Regions from separate parts of the Mus musculus genome. Here all the other regions are linked to region 3. The links are chromatin contacts, called in public promoter capture Hi-C maps. All regions are on one chromosome and are shown on one strand. The core of a region is the stretch at or near the end of the contact, and the rest is flanking DNA. Distances in the headings are between cores, read along the strand shown.

Region 1 (2,700 bases), core at 144-2,643, 540 kb before region 3:
ATGAGCGAGAAGCTAGTGATCTCCCATACATACTGTGGGTGGGTTCCTCCCATCCTAGGGCCCAGCTCCTGACCAACTTAGGACTTCCAGCTTTCCCAGTCCACAGGGAGGGAGGCACCTCACTACATAGGAAGCCAGGACTTAGGCCCTGGGCTCCTTCAAACTCGACATTCAAGTTCCCAACTCTTTCCCACCTTGTATCTAAGAATTTGAGTCTCCAAGCCCCTCTTGGCTTTACACTGGTTCAGGTCCGCTATGCCCCCTGAAAAATCCATGAATCCCAACCTTTAGGAACACCCCAACTCCACAGTCACGTCCTCTGGACCACAGACCCAAAAGCTCCAGTGTTCCTTGGGCTTAGATGCACTAACTCCTTCCACTTTTAGATCTCAGGTCTCTCGGCCCTCGAAAACCTCCCTTCAAGACCCAGGAATCTTTCTCTGAGTGCCCTCTTCCCTAGATTGCAGAACCTGAAGCCTCCTTCCATCTTAAGAGTAGTCTCTTGTCCCTTCCCCCCAGGGCCTAGGACGCCTACTCCAGCCCCTTCACAAGGACACAGAAGTCACAGGCGCTTTTCCCAGGACCCAAGACTCCTCCACGTAACTCTTTTCCCGTCTGAAACGGAGTTTCGGGGCCCCATCCTCGCCTGCCCTTCTTGGTCAAGGGACCAACGCTGACGTTCTCACCCTTGTTGGCCACCTCCCAGGCCACCTCGAAAAGCACTGCGTTCTCGGGGTCGAATTCATCCTCCCAGTCTTCCAATCCTGGAAGCGAGGACACAGAGAGACTGCGGCTGAGAGGCATGGCTACTGCGGGCAGGGGACTTCGAGCACCAAAACTGGAAACCAGAGAGATCGGCTGGGAACGCAGCAGACTTGGTGACCGGTAGAGTTAGCGGGTGTCCCAGGGGAAGCTTGCAAGGCGCTCCGCTTCCTATTGCACGACCGCACCCCCGCCCCAGAGCGCTCCGACTCAGGTAGGGTGAGCTGAGACACTGAATCGGGCGGGCAGCTGCAGTGAAGCCTCGTGGCCGCCAGGAGGCACTGCCCACCCTGCTGGTCTAGCACGATTGGTCGGCGGCTGGGGGGCGGGGGCTATTGCGTCTACTTATTGGCGGATAGAATCCAGTTTCCTTGGCCAGAGGCTCCTGGGGAGCTGCGGGGGCGGGGCTTGTTTCTACGCAGCATGGAAGTGATTGGTGAACAGAGCTGTCAATCTCAGCTGTAGGCCCAATTTGGTGAGGAAGGTTGGACAGAGAGGGAAGGGATCGTGGAGGACGTGTGGTTGCTACAAAATGTGCTCAGAATTTTGCAATCGGACTTAGCAGTTGCAGGGCGGGGGGGAAGGAGGGGGGAGGAGGCTAGGTAAGAGGAGGAGGAGCAAGAGACGTCAGGAACCCACCCGGGATTCAGAACACCGGCTTTCCAATTTAGCCTCGCGGGCTGGGCGCGGCCTAGTGTACGCCCCCTACAGGAATTTTATATATCTTATGGGCCATAGAGATGACTGGATGACCGGGAGCCTAGAGAGGATAAAGACCGCGCTCCTAGCCGATTTCCGTTTCCGCTGAGGCATTGGCGGTTGGTGTGCATCATGGCAACCGTGGTAAGTGTTGGGTGCATGTGGAGGACCGACAATGACCCTTCTTAGAGAGTCTGAAGGAGGGAGCTGGAGAGGACTCTTGTATCTGAGGGAGGAGTGATAAGGAAGATGCCTGGTTTGACGGAGGAGGTCTGGGGAGTACTCCCGAGTCAGAGGGAGGATGCTGAGGACACCGAGTCTGAGCAATGGATACAGAGGAGAATGCATGTGTCTAAAGGAAGAGAGCAGAGGAGAATGCATGAATCTGACGGAAGGGGGCTGAGGAAGTCGCCAAGGAGGGCTTGGGAGGACACATGGATCTGTGGGAAGTGTTGGGAGGAGAGGATACCAGGGTCTGAGGGAAGCAGGCTGGTGTGTGCACCTTTGTGTTTGAGGTAGGCAGGCTAGAGCCTGAATCCCTAGATCGGAGGGACGATCACAGTGGATGAGGCCTGGTTTGGAGGAGGAGGAGGGCTAGGGAGGGTGCCTGGGCCTAATAGAAGAGGGCTGGACCTGGACTCCTGGATGTGGAGGAAGTGTATTGACCACTGAGGAAGGAGCTTCATTGTGGCTTTAGAAGCTAGTAGAGAAGGCAACAATGTATTCAGAATCCTAGATGTCAGGCATGGTAGTGAAAGCCTGCACTTGGGAGGCAGAGGCAGGTGGATCTCTGTGAGTCTGAGGATAGCCTGGTCTACAGAGCCAGTTCCAGGACAGCCAAGGGTTACACAGAGAAACAACAACAGAAAGAATCCTGGGTCTGATGGAAGAGTCATGTAGACACTCAGATTTCTCTGTGAATGAGTGACTAGCCAGAGCCTGGAGTGACAGAGTCGTGGTTCATCCCACAATGCGTTCTGGAAACTTCGTCTGCCTCTTGATGTAGTCAGTGACCAGTTCCAAAGTCTCATCCCAGTGTCCTGCGAGGTCTGAGACTGGTACCCTGGTCTTCTGGGGAAGATTAGTAAGTGGGAAGTTGTGTTGTGTGCTTGAGAGCACAGGTCACAGGAAAGTGTGTCCGAAGCCAGGAGTGTGACAGTGAGGAAGAGAAATAGAGTCTGGGTTCAGAGCATGGGGTCTTGTCCAGAGACTGTATTTTTCAGAACCTCACCTAGGGCA
Region 2 (2,700 bases), core at 155-2,654, 660 kb before region 3:
AGAGCCCGGCCCCCAGCCTCTGCAGGAGAAAGATTTTGGGTCTGAGGAAGGAGAGCTGAGGCTTGGACACCAGAGTCTGAGGGTAGAGGGCTAGGGAAGAGCCCTGGATGGGAGGGAAGAAAGCCAGGACTTGAATTCCTGGGTCCGAGGAAGCAGAGCTGGGTTCAAGGGAGGAGAGCTAGGCGCGGATCCCTTTCGATGGAGGAGGCAAGGGAGAATCGAACACTGAATCACTCACCATCCTTGTCACAGAAAACCACTTGAGCCCCACTGTCCACTGCCAAAAGAAGAGAACAAGGTTACAAGCCCTGCAGACTTTCCTCACCATCTCTGGTGCCCTCTGCTGGCCACCACCCAGAGCACCTGCCACTCCAGCGGCTCTTGTGACTGGCTTCAGTCCTCTTACAAGAGCAGAATCTTGCAACAAATAACCTTTTTCATTAAGCTGCTGTTGGCCCCCATCCTGGATTCTAGAAAAATCCCAAACCGATAGGCAATAATACTCTCAAAGCTATCATTTGCAGCTAGGAACCGATCCAGGGAAGATTTTTTTTTTTATTTTTATATTTTTGAGACAGAGTTGCTCTGTATGGTCCTGGCTGTTCTGAGCTCACTCTGTAGATCAGGCTGGCCTAAAATTCAAGAGATTCGCCTGCCTCTGCCTCCCAAGTGCTGGGATTAAAGGTATATGCCACCACTGCCAGGCCAGTGGAAGAACTTTTTTTTTTTTTTAAGATTTATTTATTTATTATATGTAAGTACACTGTAGCTGTCTTCAGACACTCCAGAAATGCCAGATCTCATTACAGATGGTTGTGAGCCATCATGTGGTTGCCGGGAATTGAACTCAGGACCTTCAGAAGAGCAGTCAGTGCTCTTAACCGCTGAGCCATCTCTCCAGCCCAAGGAAGAGTTTTTAATGACCAACCTATCAGCAAAGACCCAACAATCCAAATGGACTGAGGGACTGGAGAGATGGCTCAGCAGTTAAGAGCACTGGCTGCTATTCCAAAGGACCCAGGTTCATTTCCCAGTGCCCATATGGCAGCTCACAACTGTTTGTAACTCCAGTTCCAAGGGATCTAATACTCTCAGCCAGATTCAACAACAATGCAGAGGAAAATAAAAATAAACAAATCATTTAAGAACAAATAAATCATTACAGAAATGAACCTGAGTCTCCTCCTCCCACTCTGGGAACCTCTGTCAGTCATCCTTTCTCTCCTACAACAATTCAGACAGCAGGCGGGAAGACCCTTACTCACCGAAGGCTCTCACGATCGCAGCCCCGATGCCCCGGCTGCCTCCAGTCACCACCACCACCTTCCCAGAATATCGGGTTACTGCAGCCATCCCCAGCTGTATCCCACGCCCTCTGGACCTCTTCCCACCTCCACAGTCCAGAGAAGCAGTGGGGTGGAACCAGATATACAGGCTGGGTCACTGAAGGCTGACCTTGGGAGGGGGTGTTTCTAGGAAGGCACACCTGGGAGAACTGAGGACTCTCCTTCCTAGCCCTTCTTTTTCAGTCCCAGGGTACCCAAACTGACAGTCCTCCTTCAGACTCAGGGACCCTCACCCCAGCTCTGCCTCCTCAGACTGACTTCAGCCTTGCTCCCTTTGACTTGTTTTTTTTGTTTTGTTTTGGTTTGGTTTGGTTTGGTTTTTCGAGACAGGGTTTCTCTGTATAGCCCTGGCTGTCTTGGAACTCACTTTGTAGACCAGGCTGGCCTGGAACTCAGAAATCCGCCTGCCTTTGCCTCCCAAGGGCTGGGATTAAAGGCGTGCGCCACTACACCCGGCTTTTTTTCTTTTTTTTTTTTTTTTCCTTTGACTTGTAAGACCAGGGCTACTTCTTCTGGCTTGATTCAGGCTCCAGCCTCCTCCCTCAGACCCATATTGTTTGTTTGTTTGTTTGTTTTTCGAGACAGGGTTTCTCTGTATAGCCCTGGCTGTCCTGGAACTCACTCTGTAGATCAGGCTAGCCTCAAACTCAGAAATCCACCTGTCTCTGCCTCCCAAGTGCTGGGATAAAAGGCGTGTGCCACCACTGCAGATTGGGCCCTTACCCTTGTTTGTCAGAACACAATGTCACAACCACAGAGAGAATAAAAGCTATTTATTGACTAATAGTTCAAAGTTTTCATCCAATTTTGGACAGTGTTGGGAAAATCAATCTTTGACCATAGCGGCCCTGGCCCTCCTAGAATACATGCTGGAATGAACCTCTCCCCTGTGGTCCTGAATGGTCCCACACCTCAAAGTTGTGCTTCCAGCTTGTAGGGCTCAGTATAAAGATGGGAGTCAAAAGCTGGACTGCAGCAGAGTGACTCTGAAGGGCCATGCCCCCTCTTCCTGGGTCAGAGCTGGAGGGGCCTTCCCAGGGTCCCACCTGGCCTCCCATGGGGCCAGGCCTCTCCGGCTGCCTTGGCATGAGAACCCTGTGGTAGCAGAAGTAGCCTTGTGAGGAGCTGGGGACGAGGTGACCTGGGGCAGTTCTTCACTGGGAGGCTGTGGGCTTGGCTGGAGACAGTCTCCCCTGGTATCCAAATTTCTGCCTGGAGAGGCTAAAGGGATAAGGAGCAGTGTTAACTTAATCACGTGACATCCACACTTCCAGGCTTCCTCCCTCAGAGCCTGGGCGCCTCACCTGCCATCAGCCTGTGCCACTGGGAAGCCTCTGTAGCTAGAGCCTGGGAG
Region 3 (2,700 bases), core at 173-2,672:
CAAGAACATTTTTTGAGTTCACAGCCAACCTGTTTTACAGTGAGCTTCAGGACAGCTAGGGTTACACAGAAAAACTTTGTCTGAAAACAAAACAAAACAAAATTCAACGTGGAAAATTGTAGTTTTGGGGTTAGCATTGGGGTTAAAAAAGCTTGTTCACGCCAATGGTTGGGTGGCGTGTGCCATTAATCCCAGCACTCCAGAGGTAGGGGCAGGCAGATCTCTGAGTTCTGGGAGGCTCCACAAATTTACAGAGCAAGTTCCAGGACAGCCAAGGCTAACACAGAGAAAGCCTGCCTTGGGAGTGGAGGGTGGGGAAGAGATACCAAAAACCAAGGTCTGGGGCAATGTCTCAGTTGCTAACCTGCTTGCAAATGCAAGCAAGTGAGCCAAGTTTGGATGCCTGCCACCTACGTTTTGAAAAATCGCTTGTCTTTTTTTCTTTCTTTTTCTTTTTTTCTTATTTTGTTTTTCGAGACAGGGTTTCTCTGTGCAGCCCTGTCTGTCCTGGAACTCACTCTGTAGACTGATACTGCAACTCAGTCCCACTTGCATCTGCTCTGCACTGGAATTTAAGGCGTGCGCCATCGCGGCTTTGTATCTTTCTACATTAGTACGCTTTATTTAGTAAATTTCTGTCCACACATAAGTTTCCAGGTCATTTTATATTCACTTCGGCTTATGCTGTTAGCTACAATGCTGAGACTCAGTTTTCTCGACTATACCAGACATTACTATTGCACTGTTTATATATATATAGTATTATTATTTTCTTCTTTCTTTTTTTTCTTTTCTTTTTTTCTTTTCTTTCTTTCTCTTTTCTTTTTTTCTTTTTTAATAAGGAATGTATTTTCTTTGATTCTGTTTCTGGCTTCTTTCCCAGAAAACAGAGATTAGGTGTTGCCTAGCAACCTCCACTTAAATTGGAATTCCCTTCTTTCCCAGCAAAAACAACTGCTTCGCTTCCAAGTCCCGGGCAACTTTACAGTGTTGCCTAGCAACGTCGTTTCCAATGATGTGATTGGACCGCTCTCTTTCATCGGTTCCCGGTCAGAAAGAACAGAATTTATTAACTTAATCTCTGTGTGAGACCACAACGGATGGGTACGCGTTGCCTAGCAACCGGATTCCCGACCCTCCCTTTAGCCCGGAGTCGGAAACTAGATTTCGACTCCAAGATGGTGACCGGATGTGCCGTTTTTCGATTTATTTCGTGCTTGATGTTGTGCGCAAAAGTTTGCTCGATTTCAAGAGGCCCTTAAAGGGGCTCGTTGTGCCCATTCTGAGAGTTTCGTGTTGTTGGTATGCCCCAGGGTAGAGATAAAACCACGGCTCGCAAAATGCCCCGCACAAACATGGCCGTATCAGCATCAGCAGAAGCTGCCAGACGTCCGGCGGGGCTGCGCACACCGCGCAAGCGCACTTCTGTTCGTCCCGGGACGGCGACGGCGTCAGCGGCGCTGGCGTCGGCGGCGCGGGGCATGGTCCCCGGATCCGAAGGCCCGGCGCGGGCCGGGGGCCTGGTCGCCGATGTGGTGTTTGTGATCGAGGGGACAGCAAACCTGGGGCCGTACTTCGAGGAGCTCCGCAAGCACTACCTGCTGCCTGCCATAGAGTGAGTGAGCGAGACCTCTCGTCGCCTCCCGCCGCCCTAGCTAACCTAAAGCTCGTGCCGACCCCGCCTTTCCTCCGTCTTTGCAGGTACTTCAACGGGGGACCCCCTGCAGAGACGGACTTTGGGGGAGACGTGAGTGCGCGGCCGAGTCACGGGATGGAAGCCGGTAGACCCCTGTGTCTGAGGGAGGAAAGATGGGGTCCTTAGTCTTGGGTTTGAGAGAAGAAGGGCTCACAGCTTATTTCTAAAATGATCTGAAGTTGGGATGGCCTGTTCCTTGCCAAAGATCTCAGTTGTAAAGTTGTTCTGTCCTTTCTTCCCAGTATGGTGGAACCCAGTACAGCCTTGTGGTGTTCAACACCGTGGACTGCGCTCCAGAGTCCTATGTACAATGTCACGCACCTACCAGCAGTGCCTATGAGTTTGTCACCTGGCTCGATGGCATCAAGTGAGCTTTGCCTCCATTTGGGGCAGGATGGGTACCCCCAAGAAAGACTGTGGGCAGGGTGGCCTGTGATTGAATAGTGCCCCGCACTCAGCAGAACTCAGTGTGGGTCACCACAGTCCCTGTCTGAGTGTCCAGTTACCGTCAGCTTCTTCTTTCTTCCTCTTGTCTGTCTACTCCAGAGGAGTCTGCAGGATGGGTCTGGGCCCTGAGAGCTCCTTACGTGGTTGGGTCACAGTTTACAGTGTAGCCTTTTTTGTTTTTTTTTGTTTTTTTTCGAGACAGGGTTTCTCTGTGTAGCCCTGGCTGTCCTGGAACTCACTCTGTAGACCAGGCTGGCCTCGAACTCAGAAATCCACCTGCCTCTGCCTCCCAAGTGCTGGGATCAGAGGCATGGGCCACCACACCTGGCACAGTGTAGCCTTGAATTGCTGATCTGACTGCTTCTACTTTCTGGTTGCTGGGATTACAGACACCTGCCACCATGACCAGCTTGTAGAGCCAGGCAGCCTAGAGTCATGGCTTCTTCCCAGATAACTCTTTGACTGTCGGGTCCCAGGGTCCTTTGTGCTGCTCGTTTCGTATTTGTTCTCAGTGCTCTTGACTGTCTGTTGCTGTATAACGTTTCCCCACTCCCACC

The links. Promoter capture Hi-C pulls out the DNA fragments that hold promoters and counts their contacts. Capture Hi-C pulls out chosen DNA fragments and counts their contacts.
Region 1: a promoter capture Hi-C map of pre-B cells shows a contact between it and region 3, with 2.4 times the contacts expected there. The contact joins the promoter of Ruvbl2 here to the promoter of Med25 in region 3. A contact is called at or near these places in 4 of 39 promoter capture datasets (frontonasal cranial neural crest, liver, neural stem cells and 1 more), 1 of 484 Hi-C or Micro-C datasets (liver), 4 of 115 datasets of contacts at active chromatin or transcription factors (astrocytes, bone marrow-derived macrophages, differentiating embryonic stem cells and 1 more) and 2 of 9 other capture datasets (liver and macrophages).
Region 2: a contact with region 3 is called in a promoter capture Hi-C map of pancreatic islet. The contact joins the promoter of Hsd17b14 here to the promoter of Med25 in region 3. A contact is called at or near these places in 2 of 39 promoter capture datasets (liver and neutrophils), 1 of 115 datasets of contacts at active chromatin or transcription factors (large pre-B cells) and 2 of 9 other capture datasets (liver and pancreatic islet).

The regions. Positions count from the first base shown.
Region 1 is chr7:45,433,157-45,435,856 of GRCm38.p6, reverse strand. Ruvbl2 (RuvB-like protein 2) reads left to right here and starts at 1,393. Exons shown (of 15, transcript NM_011304.3): 1 at 1,393-1,605. The coding sequence starts at 1,594. Gys1 (glycogen synthase 1, muscle) reads right to left here and starts at 1,018. Exons shown (of 16, transcript NM_030678.3): 1 at 687-1,018. The coding sequence starts at 804.
Region 2 is chr7:45,553,632-45,556,331 of GRCm38.p6, reverse strand. Hsd17b14 (hydroxysteroid (17-beta) dehydrogenase 14) reads right to left here and starts at 1,404. Exons shown (of 9, transcript NM_025330.3): 1 at 1,266-1,404; 2 at 239-277; 3 at 1-19. The coding sequence starts at 1,353. Plekha4 (pleckstrin homology domain containing, family A (phosphoinositide binding specific) member 4) reads right to left here. Exons shown (of 20, transcript NM_001381849.1): 19 at 2,651-2,700; 20 at 2,103-2,567. The coding sequence ends at 2,305.
Region 3 is chr7:44,891,146-44,893,845 of GRCm38.p6, reverse strand. Med25 (mediator complex subunit 25) reads left to right here and starts at 1,422. Exons shown (of 18, transcript NM_001331207.1): 1 at 1,422-1,615; 2 at 1,702-1,747; 3 at 1,939-2,063. The coding sequence starts at 1,482.